Linked DNA regions of Canis lupus: region 1 is linked to region 2. A link is a contact called in public Hi-C data. All regions are on one chromosome and are shown on one strand. The core of a region is the stretch at or near the end of the contact, and the rest is flanking DNA. Distances in the headings are between cores, read along the strand shown.

Region 1 (3,084 bases), core at 251-2,750, 170 kb before region 2:
CCTAACCCAACAGAGATGGTGTTAATCTCTTAACAGACCTAATTTCTCAGCTTTAAGTGGGTTTAAGTGCTCTCGTTGCTTAAGTTTTTTAAAAAGGTCAAAGCTGTTAGCCCGTAATTCTTTCTATAAATTTTATATGCTACCTGTGAATCAACCACTCCAGACACTTCTGTGCTGGCTTCAGCAGGAAGTAAGGAGACAAATGAATAAGAAATAATGAAATGTTTTCATCCAGCTGTCTGTTCACTGCTTTGGTCTGAACGCTGCGCTCCAGTGTTTTTGCTAGCTGGCTGAACAACGGTGCTTCAAATTGCTCAAAGGAAGGGTCGATCCCCAGCAGCTCTTCCAGGCCAGTGCATCCTAGGAAAAGGCCGGTTTATTTAACAATTCTTTGCAAGCAAACTCATCTCGCTCCTCTTTTACAGTTTTACTTACCCCCAAAATCTCTGTATTTCTTCGGCAAGTATAATCTATGATACAGTCCCAAACACAGATTTCTAGTTTTCAACATAAAAGATAAATCCTATCTTTCCAACCAGGAGAAATAGAAAGTTCTGCCTGGCAGGAGCCAGTCTTTTAAAAAGCAAACAAACAAAAAATCCCACAACATAACACAACAACAACAACAACAACAAAAATACCCTTTCAGTAACCAGGCCTCCTGCAGCCCAGCCACCGCCTCCTCCCTTTTTGAGCTGTCCTTCTTCGCTCTACAAATTAACTTCCCTAACCTTGTTTCTTCATCTGGGAAATTTAGATACCGGTACCTGCACAGTTTTCAAGCATCTAGAACATGGCTGTCATTCTCTCTCCCTGAACAACAGAATCCAACAAGTTAGAAACTGTTAAGGAAGAGGGAGGGTCAGAAGAGAAAACGATAGTCACATCCGCGAGAAATGCTTCACAGATTTTCTCAGTTAACGGGTGGATCGCTCACCAATGGCAAAGGCGGTGTCCCTGTCGACGGTGGCCGCTTCCTTGGGGTCAAACAACAAAGAAGCAACTTCATCTCTTGATAACAGGCTGCGGTCACTCTGAGGGAGGGCGAGTCGCTGGAGTTGCTGGGCTAAGGACGTCATCTCTGACGCCGGCAGATTTCTAAAAACACCGGCTAGGAAACAAAACCACCGTGAAAAGTCTCCAGGAAGCTGCAAGGTGGCTTAACTGGGAGCCTCGGACGCCTCACATACAAGTAACCTCCCTCGCAGCCGGCGCCGCACCCCTCTGGCCCGGGACGCACGGCCTCCGCGGAGCAGACACCACAGCAGCAGCTTTAATTAAAGCCCCTGAGGCCGCGCCATGGCTTGCTTCAGCCCCGACTCCGCAGGACTCGACACCCTCCCTTGGGATAACGCCTACTTCGCTAAAGCCCCTGCTTACCGAGAACTTGACTCGGGGAGGCGCGTACAGACTAACCAGACCTCACAGCAGCTCCCACACGCTGCCCGAGCGGCCGGCTCTCGCCCGGAAACGCAAAGCACGCTGGGAGAGCTTCCGGCCCCAGGCACTACGGCAAGAGAAGAAGTACAAGCTTGTCAGAAAGGCGATAGGCTGACTGCGCCTCTCTGGGTGGAAGCCCCGCCCCTTCCGCCTCCCAGCGGCTCCTCCGCTGCGGGCTCCGAGTGGGCGCCCCGCGGTGGGCGCCGGAAGGCTTCGGTGCGGGGCGAGCTCCCGTGAGCGTTACGGATCTGTAACTGGAACCTTTCTTTTGACGCCTATATTTATCCAGAGCTTACTGTGTACCACAGATGGCGCCAGGGCTTAAAAATGTGAGCTGTGAAGTCACGTCGGCTGCGCTCAAGGCCCGCGCTGGCGCCCCTGCGCTGTGTGAGCTCCCCGAGCTCTTTCGTCTCTCCGAGTCTGTGACCTCCTCCACCAAGCAGAGAAAGGCTAGGAACTTCGTGAGATGAGCTGCGGGTCGCGCCGTGGGAGCGCTCTGTAAACCCTGCACGCCGCTGCCTTGGAGCTGGAGGGGACCTTCTTGTAACCACTTTGCATTTCTGGAGACCACACGCTGGGATTTTTTTTTTTTTCTTCTTCTTCTTCTTCTTCTTCTATAGTTAACCCCGTTGCGATACAACCTACAAACCGCATTCGCTACCACAGCTCAAAAGTTCTAGGGGTTGCAACAAATGAAGAGGGAGGCATAACGATCTCCCCAGTCAAGACATAGAAAGTGTTCGCCACCCCTGGAAGTTCCCTCTTGCTCCTTCGCGGTGATCCCCATCCCACTCCAGGCCCCAAGCACCCGCCTGCTGGCCTCGGCATCATTAGAGGTGAATGTGGCCGGAGACTGTCCCAAGTGAACACACCACCCTCTGTCTCCAAAGCAATGTGTAAGTGCTGCAAATGAGAGTTCTCTCCAAGGAGCTACACAGGACGCAGGAATGATCGGATGTCCTCCTATGCCTTTTCTGGATACATTCGTGTCTCTCAAGAGATGAACTTTTCGGTACCAAGACGTTAGTCTTTCAACAGCTCTCTTCCCTGAAGATTGTTGGAAACAGTTGCACATTTGGGGGCTCCCTGCTTCTATGCTCAGTGCACATTCTAGTCTTCTATTAACAGAGCTTGTTGTTGTTTTGCTTTAAGAGCATTCAGAACAACCCAAAAATCTCTTCAGTTATTCCTACAGATAGTTAATAATCTTCTTTTTCATGTGGTATTAATTGCCTTAAGAGGGTAACAGGACTTTTAAAAGTCCTGGTGGTATCTACTTTACCTTCACAAACAGATCTCTCAATTTTTTTTTTTTTTTTTTTTTTTTGTCCTAATGTGTCAAGGGAATTTTGCCATCACAAGAGCAATCAGCTTAGGGAGACGTTAAAGTAGTAAGAAAAGAAAATCAGTACCATTTCAACCACAAGACATGTTTGCTTTCTTTCTTTAAAAATTCCTGAGTGCATTTTTAAAAGCTTTATCAAAATGAAAATTAAAAGAAAAGTGCGACGGGTATTTGGATCAACTCTTTGTCAACCAAGAAATAATTCACTGAGAAGGCAAGCAAACAGGCATTTATTTGGACAATGAGAATTGCAGTTCAGGAGACAGATAGGAACTCAAATTGTGCTCTGAGGAAGGTAA
Region 2 (3,204 bases), core at 468-2,967:
AGGTAGATGCTTAACGGACTGAGCCACCCATGAGCCCCTTGGAACTTTTAAGTTGTGTGAGTTTTTGTAGGAGGAATTCACTGCCCCTTTACCCTTATTTGTTACCCTTTTAAGACCAAGAGAACACCGGGTCTGGTCAGTTTTAGCTGACAAAGTGAACATCTGATGACTAGCTAAATACAGAGCCTGATCCACAATTCCTAAGTAAGAGGAATTGCTAAGATGGAGAATACTAAGTAACTAGGTACCTAAAAGATTTTTAACCCAAGGGACACATCAACAAACCTGTGAGACAAGTGAGAATTTGAAACCTTACAATCTTAACAAGATCTTCAGTTTCAAGGCCATCCTCTCCCTCCCACACTCTTTTTTGTTCCATTCTCTCCCACATCAGTTTTTGCTCTCCAAGTGGGACCATTTTCAGTAAAGATGCTAAAGACCCATCATTATTATACTCTTTTTTTTTTTAACAGAACTTCCTTAAAAAGGTTTTATTTATTTACACACACACACACAGAGAGAGAGAGAGAGAGGCAGACACACAGGCAGAGGGAGAAGCAGGCTCCACGCAGGGAGCCCGATGTGGGACTCGATCCCGGGTCTCCAGGATCACGCCCTCGGCTGAAGGCAGCGCTAAACCACTGAGCCACCCGGGCTGCCCTAATTTTTTAGGTGTACGAAACTTAGGTATAATTACATACAGTAAGATGAAAATGGCCTGCAAATCGGTACCTCAAAAAGAAAAAGATTAGTAAACTTCACACAATTTGGTCTCCATTTTATTCCAGATCCATTTGTTTTCCTCCCATCAACCATGCTCATCCTTCCAGAGGCATCCTTTATTTTCAAATTCTCTCAAGTACTGTTCTACTCGGGGAGTTTCTCTGCTCTGGAATGGCCTTACTTGCTGGGCACATGCTCCTATTTCAAGTCTCAGTCACTTCCTTGAAGCTTTCCCCCAACACTCGGGGAGGACCGCAGCTCTTTGGGCACAAAGTGGTTCTCACTTTCCCTGTTCCGCGGCTAGTTTTTCCCAGTTACTGAGTCCTTTCCCCAAGACAGAGGGGGGTGTGTGTGCGCGTGACGCAGCTCGTCTTCCTTTGCGTTGCAAGTGAGTAGCCCGATGCACCTCACAGCGCTAAGTGTTCAATAGTGATACTGCCAGTAAGTGGCCATAAACGTGTGTTTTCACAGCGTATTCGCATGGTCTCATTTGTCTTCCCACGACAACCTACCTGATGAAGTAGCAGTAACTGCCACCCTCTCCTCTGCTGCCCGTAGCGCGGTGAGGCTGAGTCTAATGATCTCGCACAGCGCCAGTCAATAGCAAAACGTGACTAGAACTTGCTCCTCGGATTCCAAATTCCCGGCTCTTGACGCCACGACACGACCAAGCCAGCGCCAGCTTCATAGCAGGACTTAAACTTGGAGAGGCCACGGCGGTCACACTTCCGGACGTCGGGCTCGGAGGTGCGTCCAACCTCCGCTGGACTTGGGACTTTTGGGCTCCGGCAACACCGACTGCGCTGGACCTTGGACTACATCTCCCATAGAGCCGTGGGGCGAGCCCTCAGGCGATTGGCTGAACTAGATCAACCAATACAGCCGCGACGTGCTCGGACTGACCAATCACAGGCCGGAGGGGCGGGACCTCCCGCACAGAGGCTAGATTGAGCGCAGACACTAACGGCGTCGTAAGGTGTCCCAAAGCCCCGGGGGCCTGAGGTGCTCGCTCCCGTGCCCGGGGCGCCGCGTCGTCCTCCGCGTCGGGTCCAGCCCGCGCCTTTCTCGCGAGCCGGCCTCGGGTCGCGCGTGCGAGGCCGCCAGCCCCGCGCCGAGGACAGGCGGGGTAGCGGGGAGAAAGCACGTGCTGTAGCGTGGCGGAGGCCGAGGACGCGCCTGTCCCCGCCGCGCCGCGCCGCGCCGCCCCGGGTCCAGTCCACGGCAGGTGCCGCGCGGCGGGCTCCGGGCCCCTCGGGGGCTCCAGCGACCCGGGCCTCGGGGCCGGCTCCGCGTCGCTGGCTGGCGTCGCTTTTGGCCGTGCCCTCCTGCGCAGAGTGCGACTTCCCGGCTTCGCCGCTGGCCCGCGGAGGAGGAGACTCGGCGTCATGTCCCCGGCGCTGCCCGCGCTGACGCCTTCCGGTAACGCTGCCGCCCGCTCTCCGGGGTGCGGTGGTTTGGTGGCTCCCGCCGGGGGCTCCGAACCCCTGGGGCTGTCCCCGCGGGCGGGAGGGCGGAGGAGCGCCGAGGAGCGCCGCGGCGCCGCTCGATCCCTCCGCACCTGCTCCCCTCCTCCCCGGCCCGGCCGACCGCCCGCGGCCGCCGAGCACCGCGCTCTCCCCGAGCGCCCGACGCACGCTCCTAGCGTGGGAGCAGCTGTGCGGTCCGGGGCAGCACGGCCCGGCAGGGCGCGGTGGGAGCTTGCCCTGAGCTGACGCCGTTACTAACCACGTGTTTGTTGAGCACCTGCTGTGCTCATCCGAAGGGAGCTTCCTGATCCGTTGGGAGACAGATAAGGAAACCCAAGAACTATTTAAAACTTGAGCGAACGCTTCCTTTCCACACCAGGGGTGGAGCAGAAGTTCTGCAGGCTGCAGTGTGCAGGGAAACACTGTGTAAAACGGGCAGATCGTGGGTCGTGATGGGGAGGAGTCATCTCAGGGGATTCTGAAACTGGTGGCTCTGAGGTCAACACCGACAAAAAACTGGTCTAGCTCAAGAACTGGCAGTCATTTCAGCTTTATAATGAGCGCTGGGTCTCGGAGGTCATCCCTGGTTAACATTTGGGGTCAGACATACCCATAAAAACACGGGACGAATGAGGTAGGAAATGTAGAAAGAAGAGAATAGTCATACGGACCAGACAGCCGCTGGCTGTGACGAAATAGTCAAGGGAGGGGGTGAATACTGAATTCAGAACTCAGAAGGGCATTTATCAGAGGTGAGCTAGTGACCCTATTGGTATTCTAGGGTTCTGATATGGGACTGGTAAAATTGTGCTTGAAACCAGTGGAAATGTGACAGAAACACTTTATCACTGTTGCCATAAAAGAAGAGGTGGTACTTCTTTGAATGATACCTCTGCCTCGTGACTTCTTGCCTTCCCATTTAATTAAAAAAGGAAATACATGATTTCCTTTTCATCTAAATATTATCAGCAGCACAATGCCTTAGCTAAATGAGGGAAATGCAAAGCAATATACT

What was found. A called contact is a pair of places that touch in the nucleus more often than the background predicts.
Region 1: a contact with region 2 is called in a Hi-C map of blood, with 4 times the contacts expected there. The contact joins the promoter of HEATR1 here to the promoter of MTR in region 2. A contact is called at or near these places in 4 of 9 Hi-C or Micro-C datasets (amygdala, blood and skin fibroblasts).

What each region holds. Positions count from the first base shown.
Region 1 is chr4:3,870,212-3,873,295 of UU_Cfam_GSD_1.0, reverse strand. It overlaps HEATR1 (HEAT repeat-containing protein 1), which reads right to left and starts at 1,500. Exons shown (of 45, transcript XM_038533827.1): 1 at 1,381-1,500; 2 at 938-1,111; 3 at 144-360. The coding sequence starts at 1,079.
Region 2 is chr4:3,698,038-3,701,241 of UU_Cfam_GSD_1.0, reverse strand. MTR (methionine synthase) reads left to right here and starts at 1,717. Exons shown (of 33, transcript XM_038533820.1): 1 at 1,717-2,142. The coding sequence starts at 2,109.